Linked DNA regions of Mus musculus: region 1 is linked to region 2. A link is a contact called in public promoter capture Hi-C data. All regions are on one chromosome and are shown on one strand. The core of a region is the stretch at or near the end of the contact, and the rest is flanking DNA. Distances in the headings are between cores, read along the strand shown.

Region 1 (5,776 bases), core at 3,004-5,503, 230 kb before region 2:
AGCAAAGCCATCACCACTGCTGACAGATTTCTTAGGGACAGAGTTAAGGATGTGAGGGCTCTGAATCCCAGTACCCCTCATCAATGTGTGGCTCTGAGCCTCATCCCATGCCACACCACTACTCCCAGAAGCTGGAAGATAGGCTGCAAGGCATATAGGGGCAGCTCAGTAGAAGGCTCTGGCCTGGTGTCCATGTTTCCTGTAGGGCACCAGGCCAGTCGGGGGCTGGAACCTTCTCCTACCATCCAGCATCGCACCTGAGCCAGAACAGCAGATGGCCCCCTTCCCACCTACTTCTAGCGGCACCACCACTAGCTCTACAGACCCTAGGCAGTTCATACAAATCTCTCGGGAAATAAACTCCTGGTGCAAAGAGGAGTTGTACTTCCTGCTCAGTGGGAAGCCCTTGCTTTTTGCAGCTATCCAATGGCATGCACCCTCTGTCTACCTTCTACCTCTCCTAAGCCTACACAGACTACACCTACCACAGGCCTACTCTGTTTGCACCCCAGCCTGGGGCTCTTAGCTCCTCCTACCCCATTCTCAGGAACCCTTTGCTCTCCTCCACCTTGAAATATAGGCAAGAGTACTGGTTAGAAGAGCAGGTAGCAGGCAGAGGAAGGTACCTATGAAGGACGGAAACAGGGGCTTAGACACACCTTACCCCCTATGCATTCTGGGGTCACCACATTAAGGCAAAATGAGGGAGAAGAGGCCACTATGGACCAAGCATCAGGTTCTGGCTATAAAGAGGGCAGGTGGCCAGTAGGGGAAATGAGGCTGTTGGGCCACAGCCAACTGCCCCCAGCACTACCAGCAAAGACTGAGCCAAGGCCAGGAAAACCAGAGACTAGAGGCCTCAGCTGGGGAAAAACCAACATTTCCCTAGTAAGGGCCACAGCACAGGGCAGGCTGACTGAAAGGCAACTCTGAGAGCCCAGAGGCCCATTGATCCTGCACAAAGGATAAAGGAGCCTGTGGTCGGTATTTCCAGGCCTAGCCAAAGGCGACTTTGTTCACAGCTCCCTCCCCGCCCCCAGGGGGACAGTGATTTATTTTCCCTTCCAGGAATAGGGCCCCAGATGTGAATGGGAGGCTGGCCCACATCCCTACCTCACAGGGGCTAGGCCTGGCTCCCGAACATCTACCTCACTCCAGCCACACTCTGATCGGCCACAGCCTGTGAAGAAAAGAGGCCTCCTACAGACTGTTTAAAAGCCAGGGTCAGCTCCACACAAATGGCCAATCATCATCTCCACAGCACCACATACACATCCTTCTCTACAACACAGGACTCTGGGCAAACTGCTGCACTGTACAGCCATGGCAGGCACCCCGACTGTCCATCAGGGCCAGCTCACTCCAAACCCAAAGACTGGGTCCAAAAGACAGAGAAGACTCCTAAGCTGGCTGCTCAGAGGCTGGTCCCAGAGGTGGCACTTCACTTCTAGACTTATCTTTGAGAATGGTATTCTGTTCTGAAACTTACATTCTAACTGTGAGAAACGGGATGGACTAAACCAAACCTTGTCTTTTTTTCAAAGGGGGTGGGTGGAAGTATCTTAGGGCAAATTCACTGCATTGTGAAACTTTGGGCAAAGGGGAACTTTTAAAATATGATCCCAATCTAGAGATGTACAGATTCCAAAAACTGTGACACCCCAGGGAAATAGCTTTCAAAACAGCCCAAACTCTACACGCAGTTCTTTGGCCCAATTTAAGGTCAAAATTGGGCCTACTCACGAAGAACCACTGGAGAAGGAATGCATTTGGAATAGCTTAGCCCCTCCAGTCCAGATTGTGCCTGAAGGGAGAAGTCAGCATAACTCAGGAAACGCCATTCTTCCACCCCAACCACAGGGCCCTTGCCCTTGGAAGGCAGATCTTTCCAGCTTCCTAGTGCTGGCCAAAGGCCTTCACTAGCACAGCCAGGGTCAGATACAAGGCACAGTCCCAGGACTGTGGCCAAGGGAGACAAAGGCAGAAACAGTGGACCCTCTAGGACCGTCACCAAAAGGTAGTGCTGCTGCCCACTGCCACCCATCAATCTGCCTGAAGCTCCAGCCAGTGATCATGGCAGGGCAGGAGCCTTCAGAGCCTCCTTTGCTGAGCAGCCAAAGAAGAGGCAGGTGCAGGGATGGGGTGTATCCAAACAGATAAAAGACCAATCATAGACTGGGCCACCAGTTGGGGGGGGGGGGAGGGTGAAGAGACAACTCACCCAGCATGGCCCAAGTGCCTACATGCCCAGGACACTGTCCAGCCCAGCTGTGCCTGGACAGCCCCCACCCTCCAGCCAGCCAGTCCCCAAGCAGAAGAAGGGGGGTTATAGTGGCATAAGGCCCACCTGGGCCGCCACCCGCCGCCCAACACCAAACGTGGCCATATAAGGCCAGGTTGGGCTCAGTGCGCCCGCGCTAGTGGCGGGGGGAGGAGATGCGAAGCCTCAGAGGACTGGTGGACAGAGCAAGGACAGTCCTGAGTGGCCAACACACCCAAAGGGCCCGCCTGGCCATCAGTCCTGCCTAACCATAGGGGAGCCCAGCACTGTGCCCCGTGACACTGGAACACAGTGGCCAAAAATCTACGGGCATGTATCACCCATCAGCTCTGGGTGCCCTCTGCCAGGGCTAGGTCTAGGGCAGAGCTCCCCAGAAGACGAGTGATGTAGCCAAGCCATAGTGTGGTGTATCCTGCAACAACATAGTGTGTGACCCTGTGGTCTAAGATCTTCCACCTTTACTGTAGTGATGTTCTGTGCTCTGGGGACTCCCAGATGGTAGACTATGCTACCTGTAATTGATAAGCAAGCCAAGGGTCCAGAGCTGGGTCAGCTGAGGGCTGGATCAGAGCGAGCTCCAATCACCAAGATATCACCAATGTTCTCTATATTCAGCTAGGCACTGTGTGAGTCTCTGCAAGTTCCCAGGGACCCAATTAGGTTTTCTGCTCCCACAAAGAGTCCACTCCCCAAGAATCTGGGGGAGGGGTGACAACCACCTGCTCTCCATCTAGATATGCACCTGAAAGTGTGTTTATGCAAGATTATGAGGCTGTCCTGGAAAGGACCTAGGCAAGGCCAACAGTCAAATGATTCTGGGGCCCTTTACATGAGGTGTCAGCCAAAGAGGGTGAGCTGGGGGTATCTGATTGTGACTAGGTAACCCCAAGAGTGAGGTAGAGGCATGTAAAACCGACAGTACTTCAGGTTAAGGATGGGGGTTGGGGGGAGGATCTGCTGCGATGGAGCAGACAGGGAGGGGAGGAGTGTGCCAGGCGGGCACTGTGTGGCAGAGTTCAGGGCTGGTGGGAAAGGGGCGGCGCTGCAGAGGCCAAAGCGCCAGACTGGGCGCCAGGACTCACCTCGCGCCGCCTCAGCCGACGGGAGGGCCCCCAATAGCAGCAGCAGCAGCGCGGGGCTCCGCGTCATCTCGCCGGTCGGACCTGAAGCAGGGGCGCGGTCACTGGGAGCTGGACTGGACGCCACTCAGGGCTCAGGCCCGCAAGACCCAGGTCGCGGCCGCAGAGCCAGGGTCCGGCCCCCCTCGGCGCCGAGCTCCAGGCAAAGGAAGCGAGGCGCGTAGACGCTGAGCGTATCAAAGGCAGACAAAGGGTTTACACTAATTACCAGCCGCCCCCGCCGCCCCCTTTCCAAACACCGTCTGGATTCCTGGCGCTTGTAACTCGGGCCCTGCCCGCGGGACACACAACACCGAGCGGCCCCGCAGATAATCGCCTGCGCCATTAGCGGACAAATTTGCGCTGGGGGGCCCACGTGGGGCTCAAGGGGGGGCGGGGCGCGGGGCAGGGCCGCGGGCCCCACAGGAGCAGCTACGGCGCGAGCCCGGCTCCCGCCCCGCACAGTGATCGCGGCCCTGCCCTTCGCGCCCCGCACTCTAACCCATTCCAGCCCTCCCTCCGGGGGTCGCGGACGTACAGCCCGGCTCACCTCGACAGGGATCAGCGCGGGGGCGCGCAGCAGGCAACGGGGTCAGAGCCGGGCCCCTGAGCAGCGCGACGCGGTCATCGCTGCCCCGGGCGCCGCATCCCGCCCCCCGCGCCCCCGGGCCCGGCCTGGGCGGGGCGGCGCTACCTGGGCGCTGGCGGCTGGGGCCGGGCTGGGGCGCGGGGCGCGCTGTCCGCGCGGATAAACGGCGAGGCTTGGCGAGGGCGGGGAAGAGGGGCGGCGGGGCGAGGGGCCCGGGGCGCCGCGCCGCGAGGCGTCCTTCCCTGCGGGGCTTTGTCAACTCTCCCGGAGCGAGCGCGGAGCAGCCCTGAGCTCCGCCCCGCACAACTTCCGGCCAATCTGCGAGCCCCAGTCCGCCCCGTTCCCCGCCCCTCCCCGAAACTTTGCTCCAATCCGCACACGTGCCCGCCAGGCTCGCTGCTTAACCCTCGCAGTGCTTCTGCCCTTCAGGCTGGCGGCTCCCCGGAGCGCGCCCAGTCGGCCCTGCCTCGCCGCGCCCCCGCCCCTGGGCTCTGGGAACGCGCGGTCCCGCTAGCCTGAAGACCAGCTGATGGCCGCGGAGCCCACTCGGTATCTGCACCAGCTAGGCCCCTGGCCCCCAGAGCTGGCCGTTACTGCACTGTCTCTACTCCCGGCTTTAAACAGGAGGAAGGGAGCTGAACGGAACCTTCGAGCTTTTGTGAGTAGAGAGGCCGCTGTGCTGCTCTGGTTTGAGGGCGGGGGGTGGGGGGGTGGGGGTGGGGGGGTAAGGTGCGGGGGGGGGGGGGGAGATGGCGCAGATCTCCAGTGCTGGAGTCCAACGAAGCCCTGACTTGAGCATCTAGTTGTACCTAGGACCTTAGGAAGGCTGAGAGGGTCCTACAGCCCACCTGGATACTTCTCTGCACCTCACCTGCTTTGTGATAGTAATCAACACACCCTTTTGTCTTTGCTACTTAGCAAGTGTCTTGCTGTACCCCTGCACCCATCAAACAGAAAGACTGGTGAGTTTCCCAAACCTCACTAGCTCCCTTCAGCAGCATCCTGATCCATCCCCCGCGATCTCTCCAGACAGCTTCCTGCCTACCCTCACTCACCAGAGCCAAAATTCATCAAAACATGAGTCTTGCCAGTTTTCTCAACATAAATCCCATAATTTTTGACGCCCCGGTAGTGCCTCCCAAGAGACCACTCCTAAGCTCCGCTTTCAAGGACCCTGATCCAAACAACTTTTCTTCTCTAAGCTAAGAAGCACCCCCTCTTTCCGGAAGCCTGTCAGAGAAAAATGAAACCGAGGAATAGCCTAGTGTTCCTAGCCCCAAATTCTGTTTCTGGGCTAGTGTGGGCAAATGGAGGTGAACCTTGTCTCCTCTGCATGAAGGTCCAAGTACCCATCTCAACTGCAACGCTGTGTCTCAGAAGCAGCCCATGGAACTTTCTCTGGGCTACCAGAGAATTTGGGCTAGTACTGGGGTCACAGAAAGCATTTAAAACAGACAGAGTGGGTCCTGACTAGTCTGAGTAGGTCCTGGCTCCACAGAAAGTTTTGTGAGGAGATGCCACCGAAGCATGTAGTGCAACAACATTGTGTTGCTGCCAACCAAGAGCAGTTGTGTGTGGAGGTGGCTCTGTAGTGTGGGGAGGTTAAAAGCAAATGAGCCCAATGGGCAGAAAAAGGTAGGCAATGGATTGAAGTTAGACGGGAAGGTGCAGAGACCACAGGTGAGTGAGGCTTGTTCAAAGACAGGTGTGTCAGTACAGGTGTGCCAGGAAGGGAGAAACACTACTCTATGCTTCCCTTCTGCCTGGCCACTAGGCCCTAAACCCCTG
Region 2 (6,291 bases), core at 1,412-3,911:
GAAATTTTCTAGGGTATGGGCCACATGATACTTAAAACTTGCTAAGTGCCTGGCTGACAGCAATACTGCAGAGCCTGATCCACCTTCTACTGACCTAACTAGTACCCTGACCAAGGAACCTGGCCAGGAAACCTGAAAAGTCAGGCCTGGGCTCGTCACCTTCTAGCAGAACCAATATCTTAGGTATCTTAGGGCACTACATTCTAAGGTAGCTTGTTATATAGCAACATATAAATAATATAACCCTTCAATACCATTCTATGTTCAGAAATCCAAGCATAGGAAATTGAAGATCACCATCAAACCTAAACAAATGCTCAGTTCTTGTCTAACATTTCACACAGCAAAATACAATAAAGGGCACAGCAAAGAAAAAAATCAGAGGTAAGCGCTCGGTACAAGATTCCCAAGTGTGAGGACACTTGGCAAATAACAACTTTCCACTTTGAACACAACTCAGTTGACACCCATGCTAAGAAACCTAGACTTGTTTTTCCCTGAGAAACCAAACCGTGATGTGGCTCAAAATGAAACATAGAACTGGCCAGCTCAAATATCTCTTAGGAATCCAAACAGCCCAGAGTTTGCTCTCACCCTGTCTCCAGCACTTTTAAGTGCAGCCTGACAGAGCAGAACTTCCACAGAGCAACACAGCCATTGTTGACCACCCAGGTCTGTGTGGGAGCTAGGCCACTCTAGAATGCCTTGCTTTCTTATCTTGAAACATATCAGGTTTTCAGTGAACATCTCAGTACCTGCCCTAGTGTCTCCCACAACAGTAAAAACACATCTCACTTTTCCACAAATATTGTGTTCTCCATGACAGACTGGCTGGGAAGATTTCAGAGAAACAAAAACTCTTTCCTTTCTAGGAGAGAAACAGGAGTGTGGGTGCTAGGTGTTCATCTATTCAAAAGGCCCTCAGTCCTCTCTGCTCACTGCCCTCACCTTCCTACCTATTCCTGGAAGGCCTCCTCCCCACTGGACACCTAGCCTCTAGCCTCTCTACACCACACCCTCAAGACCTGCTGGGAGAGGAGGAAGGAGGGTGAAGGTACAGCCACTGACCTGGGGTCAAGACTAGGGAAAGGCACAGTCCTGTAGGAGCTGGGGAGACCAGACGAAAGGCAACTTGGAGGCTTGGGGCATGAAGCAGCAAGCACAGGGCATGCCCTTGATACCTGAGTCCTTGGAGCCCAGCTGAGCTCCAACTTTGCCTTGCAACTGTGCTGAGAGCCTCACCCACTCTGTAACATCAAGAAGCTAGGGGACCTGTGGGGAGTGTAAGCACTTCATAGCAAAGGTTCCCTGTGGCTGGGCTGATCGAAACCTCCCAATGCCTAGTAGTCTTTTCAGCAGAGTTCGGGGGTCAATTACTAGAGTCCTAGGCCCTCCCTGCCTTAAAGTTCCAACTATTATCTAAGTAATCCCTGAGGACCATCCTCACGGTTCAGCTCCAAGGCTTTCATTTTAAAGGGACCCACCTTTGGTCCTGTTTGTCCTGAAGCCTATCTATATTCTGAACTCTCCTCACAGTTCACCCTCAGGGCCTCAAACTGCTCAAAGGACTGCCACAGTGGTCCAGATTCCTTTGAGCCAGCCTTGATTTCCCAGCTCTCTACAGCCGATTTGTCCCTGGGAGATCTGACCTTCCTATGGCCTTGTCCCAGCACCCTGGCCCTCTGTGGGGTGGTCTCAGGGTCTTAACCCTCCTCTGTAATCTATCATTAGTTGGCCCATCTAAGTGATTCTGCCATTTTCTAAGTCCTGCCAGGTCCTGGGAGCCATTCTTCCTCAATGACCTTTTCTAGACTCTTGTCAGGTCTCTAATACTGACCCTCCCCCAAGTGTCCATTCCAAGAGTCGGGGCTCCACCTGTCCTGGGGTCCCAGAACTATGGGAGAGCTGCCCAGTCCTAAGGACTGTTCAGTGAGTAGCCCTCAGTAATTCTGGCCTGGTCCTGGGTCCTGCCTGGTCTGCGGTCCTGATCCCCCTGGATCCAGCCTGGCCCAGACTCCTGTTCTTCCGGGGTCCTGTTCTCTGGAATCGTGCCTGGTGCCAGGTCTAGCCGGACTGAGCTCCTTGTCTTCCCTAGGTCCTGTTTTCTCGGGGTCCAGACTGCTCGGAATCCACCTCGGCTGCTGTTCTGCCTGGTCTAGGATTCTGCCCACCCCGGTCTAGCCTGGTCAAGGGTCCAGCCTTGTGCAGGCTCTTCCCCGGGTTCTGTCTGGTCCAAGGTCCCTGTCCTCCCTGGGTCCAGATTGTTCCGGGATCCAGCATGGCCCTGGGTTCTGCCCTCCCGGGGTCCAGACCTGCGAGAAGTCCTGGCCTTCTCGCAGGCTTTTAGGGTCCCGCCTCCCGGGCCTGCCGGGGGCGCTGGGCTCGCAGCCTTCTGCCGCCCATGGGCCGAGGCCCGCGGCCTGAGGAGCGGGCGCGCGGGCCAGGCCAGGCGGGGCGGGCTCACTGACCTGCGTCTCGGGCGGCGGGCGAGCGGGCGCACGCGGGGGCTCGCCGGGAGGGGGAGGGGGCGCCGCTCCCTCTGGGTCCCCCCCAAGAGGAGGAGAAAAAAGCCGTGCAGAGTTTAAAACAAAGAGGCGGAAATGCCCGAACCCAGCCGAGTGCGGAGTCGGGGGCGCCGCGGCTGGAGCATGCGCAGTGTGTGGCTCAGCTCCCACCTCGCAAACGAGAGAGGCGGGGCCTCTGAAAGGCGGAGCCTATAGGGGTGGGGTGCAGGAGGGGCCAGAGAGCGCAGGCGCGTGCAGGCAGCAATTGACTCAGGAAGCTGGCTCGGCGAGACAGGCAGGGTGGAGCTCGGGGGTGTGGTCACAGGTGAGAGGTGGGTCAGGAGGCGTGGTCAGAAGCACTACCTGGAGAAACTCCGCCGGGTTGTTCAGGACGCGCGCTGACAGGCAACTGCATGAGTTAGGAACGAAACCGGAGTATCTAGACCACGGGTTTCCTACCCCCATAAACCTTCTGCTTACATTTTTGTCCTTTCTTGGAATCACTGTGGACACAGAGAGACCCTTATGCTGGCCTTTCGGACCGTGGAAACCCACAATTTGTCCGTTGTCCACTGTGCATTGTGACTGGCAGAGGGCATAAACTGAGAAAAGAAAGTCTGTTCTTGTTTGTTTGTTTGTTTGTTTGTTTACTTGTATTTTCGAGAAAGGGTTTCTCTGTGTTGCCCTGACTGGTCTCGAACTAACATAGATCCGCCTGCCTCTGCCTCCCAAGTGTTGGGACTAAAGGAATGCCCTACCATGCTGGACTGGAAGTCTGTTCTTAGGAAACAAAGTGGTTGTGGCAGCTGTATGCTAGACAGGCGGTGGGACAAGGAAGCAGCAAGGTGGCCAACCAGCAGGTGTTTGGGAGAAGGGGCATGCAAAGAATGAGGTTGAAAGGGGTTATCGCCTTTAATCCCAGCATTTGGGAGGCAGAGGCAGGTGGATTACTGAGTTCGAGGCCAGCCTGGTCTACAAAGCGAGTTCCAGGACAGCCAGGGCTACACAGAGAAACCCTGTCTCAGAGAAAGAAAGAAAGAAAGAAAGAAAGAAAGAAAGAAAGAAAGAAAGAAAGAAAGAAAGAAAGAAAGAAAGAAAGAAAGGAAAACAGAATAGGCACCCAGGAAGGCAAATATACTCTACTGAAGCCTGGCAGCCTTTGTATCACAGAGAGACTACTGATGGGGGAGAAGGTTGAGGGAGAGTCCTAGAATAATGGAGGATCTGGTGTTGGTATTAGAGGTAGCAAAGAGGTACTGTTGAGAAGACCATGAGCAGGCCTGGACTTAGGGCACAGATCTCAGGAAGTCATCTAGCTTGACAGACAGCTAGACCCTTAAACCACTTGTCTTCACATGGGCTTGTCATGCCTTAGGTAAGACCATATTCAGATGTCATTCTAGGTCCAGGATTCAGACCTTGCTTCTGTGTCTATCAGGGATACCTTCAGGGAACTCTCGCTTTACACAACCTCTGGTTTCTCCTGAAAGTTGTTGCCCACTTTAGGCCCCCACCTTCCAGCGCTGAAGTCTTCCTCTAACTAACAGCTGACACATTAGAATCCAGCTATGTGTCCCTTCCCCAATCCTAACCCTGTATCCCTAGGTGAGCAGATAGCTTTCAACTAGTATCCTTGTGTTTTGTCCTTGCTCCCTGACTACTTTCAGCACAAAATAGTGGCTTTTATAAAGCATTAATTGGGGGGAAATTCCCTGCTCAAAACCCACCCAGTGGCTTTACCTAGGACAGAAACCAGATTTCTGGAGACTAGAAGAGACCTGAAATCATGTGACTGTCTTGATACTAAGTTCACAGGTACATGTATATATTTTTGTTCAGCCAAGCAAATGAAGAAACCTGAAATTATGGTGCTCAGTTTGATGATAGGGGAGGGAATGCCTTCTTCCTTACTTCTGTCTCCAGCTAGCCTCTCTGGGGTACTTGGTAAACCCTCTGTTCTCTGTAATGATGGTCTTCACATCACCCACCCACCTAGGCTGCTGTCTTAACCCAGAACAGAGTGAACTGACCCTATATCTCTTTTTAAAAAAAACATTTCAAAAGATTATCTTTATTTTAATTGTATGGGTGTTTTTGCCTGCATGCATGTCTGTATACCACATGTGTGCAGTTTCCTTGGAGGCTAAAATAGAGTATTGGATCCCCTAAAACTGAGTTAAAGACAATTGTTTTTAGCTGCCATGTGGAAATGAAACCCAGATTAGTGTGCTCTTAACTGCTGAGCCGTCTCTCTAACTCTATGATTCTACATCTAAGCAAGTTCTCTCTTAAGCCTGTCAGCTTTGCCCTGCCTTCCAACAAATGTTGGACCCAGGGCTCCAAGACATTTGGAACTAAATTCAAGGTCTGTTATGACCTCTGTGACCCCTGCAGTATTTAACTTAGCTATGTTCTCCTCTTGGGTTGCTCTCTTACCCCTAGCTGTCTTGAAAGAATCCTATAGCACCTGGGTACAGTGTGTGAGGCCGCCAATTGCAGAGAAAAGAGTAAAACTCCTCCCAGGTCCTGTCTTGTGGTTAGTTCCTCCTACTCCTTGTTGTTGTTCTTGTGCTCACTCATAGACTGCACAGCTCTCCTGATGCCTCTGGGCACACTACGCACCTGCACCTCAAGGCCATAGTGGAGCTGATTTACCTGCAGTGGCTGAAAGCATGGATAATGGAGACTCTAGCCCTCACTGCAAAATAGGCATGAGTATACAAAAGCTGTATGACCCTCCCACCTAAACAACTAACACACTGAACAAATAAGCCAAATGTCAATTTACAGACACGTCAGGAAACCAGGTCTTGGACCCAGAGAAAGAAGGGTGAATCTTAGGGGAAGCCAATACACATGCCTAGGTAAGGGCTCTTGATCTGTACAGTTCTTCAAAGCTCTCAGCCTAGCATTGTTAGTCCTCCATGGAAACTTAGAGTTGGGGAAGATTGGGGAAAAGGAGAGGGTGAGGGATCTTGAAGTCCACCAGGCAGGCATCACTAGAAAGCTCTGGTGGTCTAGAGAGATCCAGGAGGCTTCTATCAGTGGGATAAGATAAAAAGACTGCTCTGTCCAGCCTGATAAAGCCAGGAAACCTGGAGGGGAGGGAAGTGCTTGGTGATTTGTTCTTATCTGTGATATTGCTATGATAAAACACTGTGACCTAATTGCACAGAAGCATTTACAACTGCATATGGTGAAAACTCTCAGGGACAGGTGTGACATCCACATCTAGTAACACTGGTGGGCAGACACAAAAGAGAATTTGACCCTAAGAGAGAGAACAGTCTCTCAAAATACACCTGAAATGGCATTGGAGAGCTGTGTGGTGTACAAAAGCAGTTCTGGACCTGCAAAGTAGATGTGGAGTTATGCCAAATCTGGTTGGTGATGGATATGAGAAAAGCAGCTATGGTCCTCCCTATGGGAGCAGCTCCAGTAGCTGCTGGTGGATCAAGGAAACCAAGCCAGATGGAGCATATGTTGCAGCAGTCAGATGAGTGGGTCCTGTTTTGGCATCTGGTGATATCAGAGATTTAACACCTATCTTAAGATAATATAAATAATGGTGTTATGGTATATGTTTATATAATAATGGCATTGTGGTTGTGTTTTAGGTGGCTTCAACTTTTATAGATAAATACTAAAATTCCATGGGAGTAGGGGGAATGATATGGCCTCTGAGACTTCTTCAGGACAAGGTGGAAGAACATAATGGCAAGGGATATGGACAAATCAAAATTTGCCATTAATTGATCATTATTGGATTTCTCTCCCTCCTCCCCTC

Evidence for each region. Capture Hi-C pulls out chosen DNA fragments and counts their contacts.
Region 1: a promoter capture Hi-C map of liver shows a contact between it and region 2, with 3 times the contacts expected there. The contact joins the promoter of Fgfrl1 here to the promoter of Pcgf3 in region 2. A contact is called at or near these places in 3 of 39 promoter capture datasets (embryonic stem cells, neural stem cells and pre-B cells), 6 of 484 Hi-C or Micro-C datasets (CD4 T cells, embryonic stem cells, muscle stem cells and 1 more), 7 of 115 datasets of contacts at active chromatin or transcription factors (double positive thymocytes, embryonic stem cells, fetal liver and 2 more) and 3 of 9 other capture datasets (adipose tissue, embryonic stem cells and liver).

What each region holds. Positions count from the first base shown.
Region 1 is chr5:108,692,706-108,698,481 of GRCm38.p6, reverse strand. It overlaps Fgfrl1 (fibroblast growth factor receptor-like 1), which reads right to left and starts at 4,253. Exons shown (of 7, transcript NM_054071.2): 1 at 3,950-4,253; 2 at 3,364-3,587. The coding sequence starts at 3,430. Gm42151 (predicted gene, 42151) reads left to right here and starts at 4,416. Exons shown (of 2, transcript NR_168910.1): 1 at 4,416-4,646.
Region 2 is chr5:108,457,629-108,463,919 of GRCm38.p6, reverse strand. Pcgf3 (polycomb group ring finger 3) reads right to left here and starts at 2,661. Exons shown (of 11, transcript NM_172716.5): 1 at 2,469-2,661.